Regions from separate parts of the Bicyclus anynana genome. Here region 2 is linked to region 1. Evidence: chromatin contacts called from public Hi-C data. All regions are on one chromosome and are shown on one strand. The core of a region is the stretch at or near the end of the contact, and the rest is flanking DNA. Distances in the headings are between cores, read along the strand shown. Region 1 overlaps LOC112057117 (neurogenic locus notch homolog protein 1). Region 2 holds the start of LOC112057117 (neurogenic locus notch homolog protein 1).

Evidence for each region. A called contact is a pair of places that touch in the nucleus more often than the background predicts.
Region 2: a contact with region 1 is called in a Hi-C map of whole larva, with 3 times the contacts expected there. The contact joins the promoter of LOC112057117 here to the enhancer-like site in region 1. A contact is called at or near these places in 2 of 2 Hi-C or Micro-C datasets (whole body and whole larva).

Annotation. Positions count from the first base shown.
Region 1 is chr21:6,826,855-6,830,170 of ilBicAnyn1.1, forward strand. The region is part of intron 1 of LOC112057117 (neurogenic locus notch homolog protein 1); the gene reads right to left. Among protein-coding and RNA genes, the nearest start is that of LOC112057106, 27 kb to the left of the region's middle. Within about 2 kb of position 1,512, at least 6 of the 8 cell types and tissues checked have open chromatin away from gene starts, as enhancers often do.
Region 2 is chr21:6,873,148-6,876,463 of ilBicAnyn1.1, forward strand. It overlaps LOC112057117 (neurogenic locus notch homolog protein 1), which reads right to left and starts at 1,750. Exons shown (of 25, transcript XM_024097611.2): 1 at 1,582-1,750.

The DNA of each region.
Region 1 (3,316 bases), core at 262-2,761:
AGGAATACCTATAGAAGTTCAAGGGTATACCCATCTCATAGCTAATGACGCCGAAAGAACATCTCAACGGAAAAGCTAAAGCTTTTACATAAATGTATATACTCGTAGTTACTTATCTTTTAGTTATAAACCTTTCAATATAATTTATAACTACGATTTATACTGTCTAGTCTAGACTCTAGGTGGTTTTTTAAAAGCATTAATGGAACTAGTTGTCGGATTTCTAAGAGCAAATCTTTTTATCTCTTCCTTTTAAAGGCTTTAGTGGCTATAGAAATCCTTCTGTCTGAGTAGAGAAGTATTTTGTTCACTCACTCACATACTCACTTAAATATTATGTTCATCACACACTACATATTGCGAACTTTATTCTATTTAACTATTTATTTTGTAACTTTTTTTATATTTTTATATTCTTTAAAAGTTAGCCTTTGACTACAATCTCACCAGATGGTGATGATGTAATCTAAAGTGGAAACGAGCTAACTTGTTAGGAGAAGGATGAAATCCACACTCCTTTCGGTTTCTACACGACATCGTACCGGAACGCTAAATTGCTTTTACAACGGTACGTCTTTGGCGGTAGTTTAAATATAAGAGTACTCAAATATAGGTAAGTGCATTTGTTTAAGTTAAAACAAAGACTTTGAATTGTAATTTTAAATGTGAATGTGAACAAACTTCTATTTAACTTATTACTATTTTAACTGTTAGTCAAATAAAGGTATTTTTACTGAGAAAGAATAAAATATGAAATTTAAGTTAACTTAATAAAATGGAATAAAATATGGAGCATAATTTTGAGCACACCACGTCCACGAAACGTGGAAAATAGGATAAATAGGAACAATCCAATCATGCCCACGTGGATTGATAGCAAGAATACATGCTGAATTTCAGTGATGGACAGTCAGGGTAATTTTTGCGCAATATATTGGCCAGCCCTTCGTCGCCAAATTGAATTGAAATATAAAACGAGTATTTGTGGGTCAAATATTGGAAATTAAAGAACAACTTTCTGTCATTTGGCTGGAGTCAATAAGGTATACATATATACTAGTATGTAAGCATATATTCAGTGACAATGCGATAATTTGATTCCATGGAGCCAATCTCATCATCAGATCGATCTGATGATGAGTCGGAAGTTAACCATAGGAACTCCTAAACCAATCAAGCTACGTCCTTCGAGTTTAGGCTCATTCGTCTTGCTAATCAATCTGGTGCTACATAATAGCTAGATCTTATATAATAACAAAATTTGAATTTCAATTTTTGATATTTTACTACCATATTGATGAAAAAGTCATCTCCACTTAATACGAAAATTAAAAACTAACAGTAACAATTATTTACATAATGCAAAGTGTGAATTGCCTTTTATGATGATTGCTCTCAAACACTTATTGTTAATTGTGTAGATAAAGGAAGCTTTACACCGGCATTGTATTGCTAAAAACGGCTATTTACTTACGTGTTCGGAACCGTTTACGTATGATGCAAGTTAAAGTGAGTGAACTCTAGCGTAGTGACCAGATCAAGTACCTATTCTACCTGGTGACGCAATGACGTTGTGTACCGAGTGAAAGGCGTGACGCGCCTTGACTTACGATGCAACTTTCTTTCCAAATATTGGTAAGGTATCAATCACGTCATACGTGTGTGATGACTTCGAATATGGAACGGAGTATGGTTATTACGAAAGTATTACTGCCAAGTATAAGTACTCATTTTAATGCCATTCTTATTGAGATGACGTCATTGATCTTAAGTAATTCGAGAGATAAAAAAGCGATGCGTTAAAACCCAGCGTTGGCGGGTATTAGTTACTGCTCTATAAAAAGCATTGTTATTTAAAAACATTGTCGTCTGAACATATACTTATTTTTATTTATTTATTTAATACTCTTTATTTGTACACCACAATAAATAAAAGAAAACAGAAACATAAGAAAAAGTAGAATACAAAAGGCGGCCTTATCGCTTAGTGGCGATCTCTTCCAGGCAACTTATTATGATAACTGTAGGTGGTGTGTACGTAATAATAATGTACATTATACATACATACAAATAACTACACACTAATACATAAACATTTGTGTATAATACACAAATTATATAAGTATATGTTTTGTTTGATCTTAATACAGGGAAAGAAAATTCGACAAATCCCAAAGGAGCAACTGAAAAGCATGAAATTGATTGTGCATGGGAATTGTGATTTTCTTGTACGATTTTTCTCTTTTGAGTCGTATGAATGAAGTTCACAGGGTCAGCTATCAGTCAGTCAGCTGGTGTAAAGAATAATATTACTTTTGAGTCATACTAGTACTACTACTATCCTACTCGTGTATTTAGTCTCCATAATTCGACAACGACAACGTCATGATAAATAACAATCCATATTACTCCCTCTTGAGCACTCTTGGTTCTCTATTGAGCATTATTCTCCTCTCAGGTTAGGCCACAGAAAACATATTATGGTTAGGCTAATAGTCAATGCGGATTGGAAGACAACACATACGAGGAGAATTAAGAAAATACTCAGGTATGTATCAGGTATATTTCCTCACGATGTTTCAACGGTGTGAAGATAAGATATTTAATTTCTTAAAATGTACATAACCGAAAAGTTGGAGATACATTCCAATTAAAATCTATTCTTAATATAACAAAGTATATAGGTCGATAAAAGAACCTGCTTTTCTATTTAGATTTTTTTTCCCTTTATGATTAAAACACTACGTTAGGTAGAAACATTATAAAAATAATGTCTACTGTATGGCGGTAAATTTTTTTAACTATTTACCCGAAAAGGCGAAAGATATGACATTGAATGAATTCAAAAATTATATTTTTAATAAATTAATTAATGCAAATATATATAACTACAAAGACTATTTTCAACTGAAATTTTGAGTAATTGTAATAATTGACATTTTTTTTAAATTGACATAATTTTCTCTTATATTGTTTTTTTTTTTGTTTTGTAATTTTGTAGCTTTTGTAATTTAGGTATTGTTCCATTGACACATTTCATAAATATTTTGCACGCCTATAGGCAAGACATGTTTGGATCGAATAATTAATGGTATATTTAATTTTATAACAAGTGTAACCCATGTTTAAAGCAAATAAATAAATTATTATTATTATTATTATAGATGTAAACTTTTTTAAATCAAGGATAGCTGGGGTAAGCTAGCGGAAGTAATTAACGCTTTATTAATGAATTAATATTACTACTCGTATATGTAGGTATAATTAGTAAGTTTATAAGAAATTATAATCCAAGAAAAACCTTCAAAATTAGTTC
Region 2 (3,316 bases), core at 500-2,999, 47 kb after region 1:
ATATGAAAAAATCGTAGTACTTTTTTTAAATTACGTAATGATGGGGAATTAATGGGGAATGAAAGTAGGTACCTACTTGGATAATTTATCGGGATTTTTGTTTAAAATTGTGTAGGCAGAAAATCCTTCTCGGATCTCCTTTCGTTTAAATCTTTAATTTACTTCGCAGTAGACAGCCATAATGAATAGCAATTTATGGCTATTGTTAAGGTTTCCTATTTCTGTTGTAAAATGTAGGAAATACGTTTACGACTGTTACGTAATTTTGATGAAAACTTAATTAAAAGTAGGCCATATTTCATGCGGCGTTAGACAAAAAGAAAAGTTTGGAATTTAAAATGTTAAAATAAAAAATGGGGTGAAATTGTTATATAAAATTAATTAGAGTTTTATAATACTCTAATTGTTGTATGTATTAAATTTTATTCTACGCAATTCCCTATTTAGGATTTAGGAAAAATATAACTGTAATGTATTTATCAGCCTATAGCATAGGCCTACACTAACAAAAACACATCGGACTTACACATCTAACTGACTGCTGAGCTCGAGTCTCCTCTCAGAATCTAGTCCACCATGCTGGCCCAATGCGGATTGGCAGACTTCACACACGTAGACAATTAAGAAAATTCTCTGGTATGCAGGTTTCCTCACGATGTTTTTCCTTCACCGTTTGAGACACTTGATATTTAAATTCTTAACATGCACACAACTGAAAAGTTGGAGGTGCATGCTCCGGACCGGATTCGAACCCATACCCTCCGGAATCGGAGGCAGAAGTAATATCCACTGGGCTATCACGTGCCTTATGCTGAATAGCTTATTGGAAAGTCACATACAATCGGATCTTACGCATAGTACCTAATTAGTTATTTTTTTAATATTTACATTTAATAAAACAATAAAACATCGTGGGCAAACCTGCATACCTGAGAATTTTCTTATTATTTATAATATAATTTTATTTATTAACACGCCTAGCATTAGGCTAGGCGTGGTGGACTGTTAGCTTAACCCCTCTCTATTCTGAGAGGAGTCCCGTGCTCAACAGTGAGCCGAACATAGGTTGTTAATGATGATGAATGATGAGGATGAAGCCTCAATAACTCCTTGGTAAAGGGGCCGGGCTTAATACCGAGAGGTCATGGGTTCGATCTCCGATTAACATCCACTGGAATATTTTCGTACCCACCACTAATACATGAGAATATTTTTTATATTAAAATAAAATGTAAAATAATTGTTTGATTTAAAAAAAGCTTGAATTAAGATGCGATGAATACCTGTTAACAATACCTAGTTATAATTATTAGGCAAACGTTATGGTTTGTATATTTTTTAATTAAATTATATCAAAGGACAATCTGTCGAATCAGTCACTATTAACTTAACTTTAAAGTAACGCAATAAATCATAACGCACATTGTTAACCCTGCAGGCGTGACCACGCGATAAAACGAACGTGCCGGACTTTCACATTTTCGCTCCACCGGCGAAATCGCATAACGTAGAAAAAAAAGAAACATCTCAATCTGAAATGAAGTGAAGTCAATAAAATACAGATTTAAAAATAGAACACACCTCCACAAAAACGCGTACAGCTCCAGATTTACAAATCCTGTATAGCACAACACTGTCACTATTCACTCGCGAATTTTCGCGCGTATCGGGACTTCGTTCAATACGTACACCACGCAGTACAGACCGGCGAAGACTGGCTGTGGGTTTGCTAGTAAAGTGAAGCCAAGTTGGCGCTCGCCTCGGAACAAGGCCATGCAAAACGTTGCTCCCATTTCCCCCCAGTGGAAAGTCGTATCCGTGATAGTACAGGTGTGGGAGAAAGCACCCAAAAAACTGATATCTGACTCATTCGGATGATTCTGTTTGACTTTGGTCATGGAAAGTGACCGGACCGGTTCTTGGCGCCGAATGTCGTTGAAATTGAAAGGTTATAAACAATCCGAGCGTCTCTTTTTATTCTGATGTGTTTGCATCCATAAAAATGTCATGGATTTACTACTGCTAAAACTTAAACGTTCATAAACTCTCTATTTACCAGTTTTGGGGTAGCAATCCATCAAACTTTCAAGTAACATTTACGCCAAGAGGTCAAATATATTTTTTAAACTCTCAAGAGCACTAAACTTTTTATTATTAATTTATATCTGTTTGTTTATGAGCTATACAAGCCTACATGTAACTAAAAATACATTATACAAATCAAAAAGTTTTCTGTTATAACATAGTTTTTGTATTTGAACTTCGTCATGCTTCAGCTAATCAAATACTCTAATGGAACAAAAATTATATTTTCAAGAGGTATTGACATTACTCTTGAGCTTGGATAATGTTTATTTAATCCACCCACAGCTTATGAGGTTATTCATAATATTGCTCTCAGGTTTTAGAGTTTGCTATTTGTAGATTTAAAGAAGCAGAAACACTGCTTTGAAAAAATTAATTTTGTTGAAACAAAATTACAGATGTTTTTAACTAATTCTGCTAACAAATGCAACGAAATACCTATAATTTCTGTAATTCAAACCTCAAAATGTAGATATTTTTAGATGCTTGTGTTAGTAGTCTATACAGTTATTGGGAGTAGGTAAACTTTACAAAGATTATTTTTCATCATCTTATTCTGATTGATCCAATTGTATGGATTACCACTCTACCGCAAATGGTGTACTTACTGTCAAACGACTATGAGTTTACAAAAGAACGGAAAGCCAGCCGAAGCCAGTAAGGGGTTAAATAAACTGTATCATTATTTTATGACTTAGCAGGGGCTACGAGTAAGTAACGCGAGTAACGTTTTATCTTGACATTGTCATTATCAGCAGGGTAATTCTGTATCATCGTGTACAATTAAAAAACTTGGCCAACATGAATTGGCTGTGATTTTTCGGCGGAATAGCCGAACGGCATATTCCGAAAATCTCTAGCTGTTTTTAAGTTTGTTCTCCGAGAAGCACCAGATTATGAGTAATTATTATATTTTACTAATTTTAGCTTTCACACTTAAGGCCCCCGAACTACAGGGGGGGCTGCTACCCTGTATCATTGATACGACGTTAGCTTTGCCCCTGATGGCGGCGTTATCGCAAATGAAAGTACAGTGCGTCTTTGGTTTTCGTTTCGGAAATTTCGACTTGCAGTACAAGCCTCGTGTACGGTCAGAGATCAAAGTTGATATTGAAGAATTAAAAAAAAAATCGACTTTAGTTTCTAATTCTAATTATAACGTAAGGATATTTCAACAACCTTATCGGTAACGTCATTTCGTTGAAATACGGGTAAGTCCTACAACCTTCTT